Regions from separate parts of the Mus musculus genome. Here region 2 is linked to region 1. A link is a contact called in public Hi-C data. All regions are on one chromosome and are shown on one strand. The core of a region is the stretch at or near the end of the contact, and the rest is flanking DNA. Distances in the headings are between cores, read along the strand shown. Region 1 has its middle 87 kb from the start of Gm35333. Region 2 has its middle 34 kb from the start of Gm35333.

The links. Hi-C and Micro-C count contacts between places; a contact is called where the count stands out from the background.
Region 2: a Hi-C map of the C2C12 cell line shows a contact between it and region 1, with 4 times the contacts expected there. The contact joins two enhancer-like sites. A contact is called at or near these places in 28 of 484 Hi-C or Micro-C datasets (the AML12 cell line, the C2C12 cell line, the HL-1 cell line and 15 more), 3 of 115 datasets of contacts at active chromatin or transcription factors (the NIH/3T3 cell line, embryonic stem cells and fibro-adipogenic progenitors) and 1 of 9 other capture datasets (embryonic stem cells).

Annotation. Positions count from the first base shown.
Region 1 is chr13:60,344,793-60,350,862 of GRCm38.p6, forward strand. No RefSeq gene overlaps it. Among named protein-coding and RNA genes, the nearest start is that of Gm35333, 87 kb to the right of the region's middle. Within about 2 kb of position 3,254, at least 38 of the 459 cell types and tissues checked have an H3K27ac peak or open chromatin away from gene starts, as enhancers often do. A contact at or near this core is called in the C2C12 cell line, muscle stem cells and uterus, where this site is marked.
Region 2 is chr13:60,465,334-60,471,918 of GRCm38.p6, forward strand. No RefSeq gene overlaps it. Among named protein-coding and RNA genes, the nearest start is that of Gm35333, 34 kb to the left of the region's middle. Within about 2 kb of position 2,573, at least 57 of the 459 cell types and tissues checked have an H3K27ac peak or open chromatin away from gene starts, as enhancers often do. A contact at or near this core is called in the C2C12 cell line, muscle stem cells and uterus, where this site is marked.

The DNA.
Region 1 (6,070 bases), core at 2,004-4,503:
AGTTGAGTCATTGGCCAAACATCATAGGCCATTGCCAATGCTACTCATTACCCTCCACAACCTGATTGGAAGACCCTATTGGTGAGGACCGCCAGTACTGATGTCATTGAACACAGAGAAATCAGCTGCTGACCAACCAGAAGTCTCTGAGTAGCATTCTTTGTGCTTGGAGGTTCCTACCATTCAGGCTTCCAGAGAAGAAAAGCGATCAACAGCCTCACTCAGCTACAACCCTATGAACAACAATGGCAGTTTGCCTTCAGGATACTGATGCAATGGCAGTTCACGTGATGGGAATAATCAACCAACTTTTAAAAATTGGATTTAAGGCCCTTTCCCTGAGGTGAGAGGCAGAATGAAGGCAAGTGTCTGAGGCAGTAGATGGCTCTAAGGAAATATTGTATGGCAGACACAATAAGGTTGGTGCACATATGAACTTACAGAGAGTCTAACCTCACAGGTAATACTTGCACAAACCAGACAACAGTCCAGCATGGAGAAGAGGGGAAAGTCCCAGCCCTAACCAAGGAACTTCTTCAGCGAGGTAACATTGGGTGTATCAACTGCACCACAGAGCAGGATCACCCGCTTTTTGTTTCTTTGGCATGCTTCATTAGGAATAACTACATCGACAGTGGAAAGCCAGAACTCTCTCTTGTCACCCAGATCACCAAGATGATGGGCCCGTTCTTGCCTTCAGGAAGCTGCTGTCTGGCGGGGTGATTGGAAAGAAGACTATACAGAGAGAAGAGTTATAAACACCCAGGCATATAAATAACACCAAATGGATTTAGTGGGCTGTGCTCAGGGGTTCAGTGCAGCACAACTAAGTAACTGATATTGGTTCAAACTTCAGGAATCTGACCCCAAGTAGTTTATTTTAGGCCCATTTAAGCACCGCACAATTTTGGTGAAAACTTTCCTGGAGATAATTAACTTAGTCCTGTGTGCAGATATAACTTAAGTGAATGTCCTTGAGCGTCAAAGTATGCTACATGAAGAATGGAGATGAATCCATGGATACTCTGGAAGGTACGTGTGACACCATCCTTAACCGCAAGTTCTATAGATTGAGAGAAACACGCTCACAGTAAGGAGGAGAAACCAATGTGGTCTCAGCCACACAGCCAGGGCAAAGGTCACCAGACTTATTAATTATATTCACTTCCAGCCTCTGGGCAGATAACAGGTTGTGCATCCCTTCATTTGAAGTGACAACTCTGTGAGTTGAACATTCCCGGCTCAAGTGTGTATCTGTGAACACAAGGACCTCTGTGCCTCCTACATTTATATTATTATCCATTCATGTGACCATCCATATACATGTGTATATATGTATATATACATACATGTATGATCATACATTTGAGAGGGAGTGGAAGAATATGAGAGAAGTTGGACATGAAAAGAGTGGAGTAGAAATTATATAAATGCAATAGCTATGTATGGAATTCTAAAAAGTATACAATAACCAAAAGATGAACTTCCAGTTGATATCGAGCAGGAAATGGTAATTTAGTGAAACGTCCAGTGTAGAGCCAGCCTCAAAGCAGGTTGAGATGACGCAGCTGATAGGACAATCTGATGAGAATTCTGAATTAATATTAAATAACACTCAAACTTTTACAAAGTTATTAATATTTAGAACAAATGAAGAATACTCAAAATGACACCAAAGAAGTATAACATGTGTAGAAGAATCAAATGAAAATTTCATGGCTGAGGAAAGAGACAGTCAAGTCTTTAAGTGACAAATGGGCTTCATTACAGAAACAAACAAGTCAGGAGGCTGGGCAAAGGACAGCACAGAGCCCAGAAGAGGAACACGGATGTACATGCAGTAAGATGTTAGCCTCACTCATGTCAGCGAGAATAAAACTATGGTTAGGCTGATTCTCACCTGTCAGAACGACAAAAAACATGAGCTTTGGATGTGCATGGCAGTGAGGACATGGATGTGCATGGCAGAGAACATTGAGAATTCTCCCAGATGCTTCAGGTCATCTTGAAAAATGTCTCTCTAATCCACAAGCTATTCAGCTTTGTGAACCTACTTGAGACCATTTACCATCTACAAGTGGGGTGACATCTGTATGGTATTATTCCTGGTGACACTGTTGCAAATCCAGGGAAGATAGAAATGATGTCATGTCTGTCAATCGGCTGCTGGGTAAATGAACTCTTAAGCATCCGTATAATGGATGGCTAAATGCTAAGGCAAACATAAGAACATGGGATGAAGCACAAGATCTTGTGTTCTTGTGTAGAAAATAGACTGTGACCCGAATCTGTTTCCATTTACATAAGCATGAAGAATCTGTGTAAGTACAAGTGACAAGGGAGGGAGGGAGTGTGGGGGTCTGCCTGTTAAAGTACTGTGTTGGTTGAGCTACATGGTATCTATGAAAAGTAAAAAATAAAATACACCAAAGCCAAACATGTGCATGAGAAGACACCACACACAGAATGGGGGAGAGAGGGAGAAAGAGAGAGAGAGGAAGGGAGGAGGGAGGGAGTGAAGGAGTGCATATCCCTTAGTATCCAATCCCAGGGCCTTATCATAGTGGTCCCTTCAAGTCTGGGTGAGGTAAACCTACCCAGGGTTTCAGTTAACAAGGCTGAGTATTGATCCCATAATATGAAGAGGCTTAATGTCAATGGGGGATATTGTTTCTTCTCAGTCTGTGTTACACTTCCTGATGATACCCGCGAGGGCACGACTTGGAGTGGTGAAAGCACTTTCTTGTGGCCGAGGTTGTGGGATCATGGTTTGCCACCCTAACACCCCACCTTGCATACCCTGTTGCTTTCTGCTCATCTCATGGGGGCTTCTGAATGTTTGAAAGAGTTCTGTCTGGACTCACCACCAGGCTTGTGCCGTACGCTGATGTTCTGATCATGTGCTTTCCTATGAATACTATGCAGAATCAGCCAGCATGGCCTTCAGTCCTGATGTCCAGACCCCAAGACTGACCCTGTCTCCATCACAAACCCTCACCTTTGCTCCGGCCCTGAGAACTTGCTTGCCACATGGTGAGGGCTCCCTTTCCTGCATCAAGAATTTGATTCTGTTTTTCTCTGGGGACAAGTGACCCTGATTGTGGTCTGTCTTCAGGCTATGCCTGGCTGTAGACACCAGGGCTCCCCCAGAGGATCAAGTTGCTTCCCTGAAGTCTCAGAATCAAGAGGCACTGGATCCTTCCATCTGTTTGATCTGGGCTGCTTCCTCTGGAGGGCACACGTGGCGTGTGCAGCTGCTCCGGCCTGTGTCTTTGGCTGCCACCCAGGACAGCTGCTAAGGGGACACGAATCTCCCTCCCTCTTTGTTCCATTGAGCCCAGGTGATTCCCCCTAATTGGCAAACAAAAGCCATTGGAATAAGGCAAAGAGAAGGCTGGCCCACGCAGAGCTCTGCACAAGTCGTTTAAAATGAAATCAATCTAGTTCCTTCCCTTCCCCGTCAGTGTTCTGAAATAATATTTGAAGTTCTGTTTGGTCTCTTTGGAGAAAGTCCAATGAATCGTGGCATAGTGGAACTATATTTCAAGCCATGATTGCACTCAGGACTTCTGAAAAGTCATTCTGACTTAGGGGTAATACAGAATACAGATTTAATAACCTGCCCTGTGACTTCTCCCTCGGGGTTTTTCTTAAGGAAATGACGATAAAATACAGACCCAACTGTATTTTCCAAGAATGGGTGTTAGTCCACAGTGGTTTTTTTTATTCTCATTTATTTATTTAATTAAAAGTTTTAGAATTATTTATTTTACTTTATGTGCATGGCTGTGTTGCCTGCATGTGTGTATGTACAGGCCTGGTGCCCACAGGGTCGGATGGTGTCAGGTCTCCTGGAACTATAGTTACAGTTGGCTGTGAACCAATATGGGGGTGCTAGGAGCTGAGTCCTCTGTGAGCATGCCCCCCAAGCCCCATTGCCATCTTCATTTAATTGTATTAGTCCACAGTGAAGTGAGTTTTTAAGTTTTTAAATGTTTATGTTTGAAAGAAAATGTACAAAGCTTTCTGTTTTGCCATTAACCTTATCATACATTTGTTTGAATAACACTCTCCTCATCATTTTTTAGCTGAACACTAAAGGGAAGGAGCCTGTCACTAAGCTAACTCCTTGCCCCAGCCTCCCAGCCCCCTCAGCCCCCAGTCCTGCTCGATCTGCTCATGGAGACCCATGCTGGATATGCTAGAGCAGGGCTTCCCACTGCTGGCTGCCAACACTCAGAGCATAGCTTGTACACACCACACACTCTGCCTCCATAACTGAACTTACACCCGCTCAGAGGAGGCATCTGCACGGTGGGGATGCGCTCTTCCATGGCCTGGCCATCGAATGAAACAAACTTTAAACTTACCTTAAAAGTGCTTGGTTATTTGCAAACAATATTTAGTGGGAGAATGGCATGTAAACTTAGTTTTAAAACAAACAAAAACACCCTCTTACTCCATGGTAGTTGTGGGTGAATTGTTGTCTTTGTCCAAGAATTACAAAAACGCTTGCTTGTTTGTTTTCAGCTGTATCCATGTGCATACTTAGTGTGTGCAGTCCTTCTCTGTCTCCAAAACGAATCATAAACTTGGTTATGGGATGGCTCAATAGATAAAGTGCTTGCCCTGACTCCAAGAGGACAGGAGTTCAGCTCCTTAGCAGCCATTTAAAAAGTCTGGCACTATAATCGTAGCACTCAAGAGGCAGAGGCAGGTGGATCTCTGAGTTACAATGTAGCCTGGTCTACATAGACAGTTCAAGCCAGCCAGGGCTATGCAGTGAGACCCTGTCTTAAACGGAAAAAAATGACTTTAATATTTTTTATACAACTCTTTCAAACTTTAATCTTTGGCACAGAGGCCACGCTACAGAAGGACATACAGTGCTGGCTCCCAGTGCCCTCGCTAGACCATGGCACCCAGTTTTAAAGTCCTGTGTCTCAATTCACCAAAGTTTTTCCCTAAAGCCTGGCTGGAAAACACCCATTTCCAATGCAATTTTCTTACAAACTAATCAGAATCTGACACTTTAAATATTTTTTTCTAACACATCAGTTACAAAATTGGTAGCTGTTGCCAAGGTAACCAAGTACATGCCATCACTCAGTACAGAAGTTTGTCTGTTCTGTTCCCTCGGACCTCAGATGGCCTGCTACTGCTTCAGCTAATAGAATATCATAAAAGTAATGCTACCTGACATCAGACTCCACACAGGAAGCCTTCTGCCTTTCATCTCTGTGTTCCACAGGGGTGTCAGGAGAAACAGAACAGCCAAGTCTAAAGAAACCCCACTGTCTGCCTCCTGCCAACTGGAGAGCAGTAGGGTAGGAAGGCCTGGGAGCCACTGACCAATGGAGCAGATTCCGGACTGAATCCAAAGGCAGAGACCCTTGATCGATGAGAGCAAATGACCTGAGCTCTTCTCACCAGGCCCTCCACACGCTGGGAGGTCCCCATGCACACCAGGGGACCATTGGTGTCCCAGACACACTCAGCAGGAACGCTCAAGCAGATACTGAGCATCTGCAACCCAGGCCACTCCATACAAAATGTCAACCTCACTCTCAAGATTGTCAGCCTTTGTTCTTAGGGTCACTCGGAGTCGCCAAGGGTGAGGAAGCATCAAGGGTGAGATGCAGCTGGAGAAAGAAGAAACAGTGCCTGGCCAGTGGTCCTCGTCTACATCCAAATGTGGAAGAGAGATCGTTAGCCTCCCTCACTGTGGACTGAAGGGTGGGCAGAACATCCAGGGAGGACTCTCTAGCCCCCTACCTGCACCCAGGCCAGAGGAATCATACTTAGTTACCCGAAGCCCCTCACTCTGGCAGTGATTTTATGACTTTGTAGCTCTCTGGGTGATAGTTCTACTGAAATGCAACATTTGGAAGGCTTTTTAAACAAGTTCCTTAAGTTTAGACCTCGGTTTCAATTTAGAAACAGATACAAGTGCTTCTTTATGGCTTTGGCCATGGCAACAATAAACACTCTCAAACAGCATTCCCAGAATGCTCTTGGGCAGAAAAAAGCGTCTATTTAAAAAGGATTGCTCTTGAACACTTATAGCTTT
Region 2 (6,585 bases), core at 1,323-3,822, 120 kb after region 1:
TTAGGTGGCTACTCTCTATCCATTCTGGCACTTGGGGAAAAAAATATAATTAAAAGAAACCAGTGCTTTGCAAGAAGGGAACTGGGCCCTCGGTAATTTTATTTGCTCCGAGGCCAGATAATAAAAAGGCAGGTGGACAGTGCGCCCACTGATGTTGCTGGATAATTGTATAAGTGTGGTCAGTTCCAAGAATTCAGTTTATGCAACTTAACTGCAGAGAGAACAAAATGAAAGAACTTTTTCAAGCTCTTTATTAAATATTTAAAAAGCTTATTATAGTATCTCTCCCACCTGGGCCGTGATTAAAGGCTCATTATTACTTAACAGTAAGTCCATTGTTTTTGCCTTAATAATTATGATGAAATTACTTAAAAAAAAAAATTTTAGAGCTATTGCCATCATGAAACTGATGGCTAGGAAAGGTGGCTAGCTTCGCCAAGGTCACAGAAGACTGACATCCATGCTGGCGAAGCACTCACACATGAAATGAGATGAATAAATTCTAAAAAGAATCATCTTAAAGAATGCTCCCAAGACTCATGGTGTTGGTGCTACGTGCCCTTCAGAGAAACAACCAGTAGAACACAAACACACAGAGTTGTTTCTAGGAACTAGCTCACTTGATGGTAGACGGTTGTTGAAGACAAGGCCAATGGAGAGGCTACCAGACGCTCAGGAGCAGCCGGCACAGGAATGAGCAGCCGGAGGGCACAGGCCAACTATGGGCAGAATTTTTTTGTCCTCGGCATAGAACAGGGTTGGGGTCAGTTCCCTCTCCTTTCCTAAGTCACAGTGCACTTCTAAGACGTGTGCTTTCAGGAACACGCCCTTTACCAAGCACCAGGTTCATGTGCTTGATTTGTTTCTTGGTGTTTGGGTTTGGGTTTTTTGTTGGTGGTTTGTTTTTGTTTTTTCCAGTTGTGTGTGTGGCTACCTGTTTATGTGGGCCCACGTGTGTTCAGATACACATGCTAGGGTGTGTGCACGTGGAATCCAACCTCTAGTACCATTTTTCGGGATTCAACCACTTTGCTGTTTGTGTGTATTTTGAATCAGTTCTCTCACTGGCCTGAAGCTTACAATATATGCTAGTCTTTCTGGCCAGTGAGCCCCAGGGATCTACCTGCCTCACCTCCTAAGTCCACACAAACTCATACCTTTTGTGTGTGTGTGTGTGTGTGTGTGTGTAGGTTCTAGGATTCAAACTCAGGTCCTTGCAAGGAAAACACTTCACAAGCTGGGCTGTCTCCCTAGCACAGATACATATAGACTTAAGGATAGAAAAGTTCTCTTTATTTGTTGTCCTTGAAGTCAGGCATATACTTTCACCCTGACCTAGTGAGGGTCATGACCTGCACAGCCCCACCCACAGTGGCCCGGTTTGTCTGGTGTATAGAGATCCTGCTCAGGGTGGTTTTATCTCCCCTCCTAGGCCTCAGGCCTCTGGGACTTGCTGGCAAATGTGGTTCTTCATTGATTCTTAGGGCTGTGTACTAAGCCTTTGCCTTCTGGGGACCCTGTCATCTATGTGTGGCCTGCAGACTACCAGGGTTCTCTGTGCCCAGCCTGCACCTTCATCTGGCTGCTCAGTCCCCTCTTGAGCTAAGCTGAACTTGGAGAAAGGCAGGCTGCTTTCTTCATGTCATTCAGCACTGACTCTAGTCCCAGACAGTCTGTTTTCCTGAACTTTCCTTCCAAGGAAGTGTGGGAGAAGGTTCTGGAAGGTGGCTACGTAAATACCACTTCAGCCAGTGAAGCCAGGACCCGTCCGGAAGTGTCTTGATTAATTTGTTTTCTGAACAGATCACAAACACTGGCTCTCCTCTGAAGTAATATTTGATGAGTTTCATAACAATCTTTTTACAGTAACAGACAAAACTGACTCATGGGGCAATAAAATTGGGCTCTCTCGCTTCCCTTGGCATAGGAAACCATTGCCAGAAGTCAATTTTTTTTAATTACCTCTCTTTTGGTGCTGTTTTTTAGCCAAGAAAATAATCAGAAAGAGAGCACTGTGGCAGTTGATGAGCAGAGGTAGTGGGTTTCTGTCCGTGGGCCGGGTGGGCCTCTGTCTGTGGGCTGTGTGGGCCTCTGGAGCAGGCTGTACAGCAGCCTGAGCTGACCTCAGCTGCCCTTTCTCAGAGCCAAAAAGAATGCCTTCTAAGCAAAGGGAACCCCTCTCTTGGGATTATAAATGACACCTTTCATTTGGTCATCTTTGATAGTTTCTGTGTTAAATGATTTTAATGTGGAAAACTCTGGGGTAAGCCAGCCAACTCCATGATGTCTCTGTGAAAACTTTTCAATCAGGAGACAAATTTGACTTGTCAAATTTGATATGTCAAAAAAAAAAAAAAAAAAAAAAAACCTACGAGAGGTACCTGGAGGGTAAGAGGACTGGCTGCTCCTCCAGAGGACCGGAGTTCGACTCCCAGCACTGTTAAGGTGGCTCCGAAGTGTCTATAACTCCAGTTCTAGGAAATTCAACATCTTCTGCAAGCTTCCACGGGCACTGCACATGCTGCACAGACATGTGTCAGACCAAACACCCACGCACCTAAAATGCAAGGCTTGAAAACAGCTGCAAAAGGAAGAACAAAAGAGAAGCAGCTCCATTAGGCAGCCCAAGACATGCTCTGAGATGTAAGTGTAAGACCTTTTCCTGCTGAGGAGTAGCTTGGCTCCCTCATCACATCAGCTGGCCCAGAGGGCTGCGTCCCTCCATGCAGCCAGCCCACTAGACTGCTGTTACAGCCCCTGTGTAAAAAACAAAACAAAACAAAACCAAAAAACAAAACAAAAAACAGCCAAAGCCACAGACAGGATCCACTGGCTAAACTTTTGGCTACATTGTATTGCTTCCTCTTTCAGCCACTCACTCACTCATTGATTCATTCATTCATTGATTCATTCATTCATTGATTCATTCATTCATTGCCGGCTTGGAGACTTGTGGGCCAGATGACCGGAAGCATAGAGAATTTATTAGTAAGCTACTTTTGTGCCTTGAACACGATTTTCCATTTTATCTTTGTTGTATCTTTGCTGTGGAAATGGCTCCACCCAGTGGTGTCCCCAAGGAATTACATGTCACATTCGTCATAATTTAACTGTCCCCGCTTTAGGCAGACAGACGTGAGTTACTAAATATTTCATAGCATTAAAGTAATTGATTTGTATGAAAATTTATTATCACCGAGATTCTCTCCCCCAACCCAAACTCCATTAGAGTCTTCGATAAACATCATGATGTCTCTCTTAACAGGGAAGAGTCAATATTGAGTTAAAGCAGCGGTTCTCAACCACTTTGGCAAACCTCTTATCTCCAAAAATACTTGCATCACAATTAATAACAGTAGAAAAATTACAGTTATGAAATAGCAACTAAAATAATTGTATGGTTGTGGGTCACCACAACATGAGGGGCTCCGTTAAAGTCATTAAAGTGTCGCAGCATCAAGAAGGTTGGGAGCCAAAGTTATAGGAAGAAAAGTCAAAGCCAGGTTTCTATCATTTAAACTGAAGTGTATTCACCTCCTAGAAGTGTGTGTGTGTGTGTGAGAGAGAGAGAGAGAGAGGGAGAGAGAGAGAGAGACTCTGAGATCTAATTTATTTTTACTAATCTATTCTTTGACAATTTGATACGTGTGTATAATGCATTCTGTTCACACTCATTCCTTCACTCTTTCTTACCCTCCTCCTATTCCACCAAGCCCCATCCCTCTTGTTTCTGTTTTGTGATCCACCAGCTCTAGTGACCGCCATTAGCTTGGGCTAGAGTGTGGAGAGTCCATTGAATTGTGGATAACGCAGAAGTGGCTACATCACTGAAGAAAATTATTTCCCCCCCCCCGCCCCCCACCGCAGTCATCCACCACCATTCACCCCCTGGGCGGAGGGGATCCTATGAAACTCTTTCCCATCTATGGCTGAATGTTTTGGGGGCTCAGACTTGTGCAGACAGCTCTAGCCATTGTGAGTTCATGAGCGTGGCAGCCATGTCATGCCCTCATGACAGCACCTTATGTCCCTCAGATCTTAAGTTCTTTCTCCTGCTTCCTCCACAATGTTCTCCAAGCTGTGGAGGAGACAATAAGGGGGGTTTGTGTAATGCTGAGCATGTATAGTGATTGGTTCTCAACCTTGTCACCAACCGCGAGTTTGTATTAGCAAATGCTCCCTGCAAAGATAAACTTCTTTGAACAAACTTGAGGATATTGCTAGACTACAGAGCAAGCATAACTATTAAGATGCAGCTTAACAAATAAGCTTAGCAAAATAAACCTAGAAGGCTCATCCCTAGAGCCAATGGCTCCCCTAGCCATGGGTCTTTGACCAGGCCCACACTGTTGGACACGAGCTCCCACCTACAAAGTGGGCCTTGTATCCAACTTTAAAACTCAGTTGGTTACCCTCATAACAGCTGTGATTTTCATCATTATTTTGTGGGTGTGAATGTTTGCTTACATGTATGTATCTGTACCGTGTGAGTGACTGATTCTTACAGAGATCAGAAGAAGCCATTGGATCTCCTGGAATTGTAGTTACAGATGGTTGTGTCATGTGAGATGTTGGGGACTGAATTCAGATCTTCTGCAAGACCAACAACTGCTCTTAACAACCACTGAGCCGTCTCTCCAGGTGTTCATCGAGCACTTTAAAGTTTTCATTGCAGGCATCTTTTGTTTCCTTGGTGTGGTGGTTTGAATGTGCTTGGCCCAGGAAGTGACACCACTGGGAGGTGTGGACTTGTTGGAGGAAGTGTATCATTGTGGGGGATGGGCTTTGAGATCCTCCTCCTAACCTCATGGGAATCAGTCTTCTCCTAGCAGCCTTCAGATGAAGGTGTAGAACTCTCAGCTCCTCCTGCACCATGCCTGCCTGGATGCTGCCATGCTCACACCTTGATGATAATAGACTGAACCTCTGAACCTGTAAGCCTGCCCCAATTAAATGTTGTTCTTATAAGAGTTGCCTTGGTCATGGTGTCTGTTCACAGCAGTAAAACCCTAAGACACTTAGATTTCTTCCCAGTTGGTGTGCTATCTGTGACTGTTAAGAAAGGAACTATTTCTTTCATTTTCCCCGAATTCACTTGTCATTGGTGTATAATAGAAAGGCTAGTGGTTTGTGTTGGTTAATTCTGTACCTGCCACTTTGTTGAGCAAATCGCTTGGGGTCTTCCCACACTCCTTCTGTCCACATACTTGTGAATCTTCAGGGCTGCTTCCCTGCAGCAGCGGGGTGAGCTTGCAGCCTCTGTGTATGAACCAGCTAGGCAGCATGAGGAACATCCAACAGAGGGAGGGCTGTGCAAGCTGTTGGGATGCCTAGGGAATTCGTGGCCCAAATAAAGCAGGGGCAGGATGATGAAGGAGCATCTATCTACCTGCAGTGGTGCAGGGCCCAGCATTTTGCCCAGAGAATGCTCACTCGTTGAACATCACAACCGTGCTCACCTAGACTCTAAGTACTGCCTGCTGTGCCCCCCCCCCCTTCTCTCCCTGGCTAAGTTATAAGTTTCACAAACCGGAGGAGCCTAGGGGAGCCCTGGGAGCTGGCTGTACCTGGCTGCCATGGCAACCGAGGGAAAAGCAGGTCAAGCCCATTTATGAATTGTGCATAAAGGTTTCTGAGTTTCTGTGACCTAGAGATTGCACTCCCTGGTGTACCTTGGAAAAGAAAACCCTCATGGGCTACAAGAAAAACCTGTCGTGGAATTTTACTGCTGAATTCCTACGTAGGAGCGAAGGAGAAACAAGAGGGAGGGTGTGGGAGGCACGAGCGATGACTGTTCAAACTATGGAGAGCCCAGGAAAAGCTTTCAGAAGAAGAGCTATCCTCCAACACTACCCTCGGGTTGCTGAACGACAAATGTGGTCTCCAAGCAAAGGCCAAATAAGAACTGAATGTAAGAGGCAGCATGATTTAAAACAGTGCCTCGGACCAGCCTTAGCATCTCGAAGGAGATGTGCTATAAAGCTGACTCTCAGCCCAAAGAATAGAGGCGCCTGCCTCACAGGAGCATCTGCCATGCAGGGAGGACTGGACAATGCAGTTGAGAGGAGCCTGTGCAGGCAGGTAAAAGGTTTGGGCTAAGCCCGCACAGCAGGGTGTGACAGAAAGCATTCTAAAAGGGATGCACATCTCTAGGTCTCTGGCTCATCTGGGGAAACCGAGGCTGAGATGACCGCACCCTCTGAGCACAGAGGATTTTTGTATAAAATGAAGGACAACTCAAAAGTCCAGCAGAGAGAGACCCACTCTCAGGGCATCACTAGACCCTGACAGAATGTAATAAATAAAACTGGAAACACACACTTGGCTGCATCTCACAGTAACGAGGGAGGGGAAACCATTAGTGTGGGATCTCTTATTATACTTGGGTTCATCTCTCACATCCCATGGTACGCAAGAAACTGTGTACAGGGCAGATGGTGTGGTTAATCTTGAGAGTCAACATGGTGGGATTTAGGGTCACCATGGGAACGGATCTCCGTGAGTGTCTGTGAGGCATCCTCTCTATTAGGCTAATGGAGCTAGGAAGACCCACCCTAAACATGGACAGTACCATCCCATGGCCCG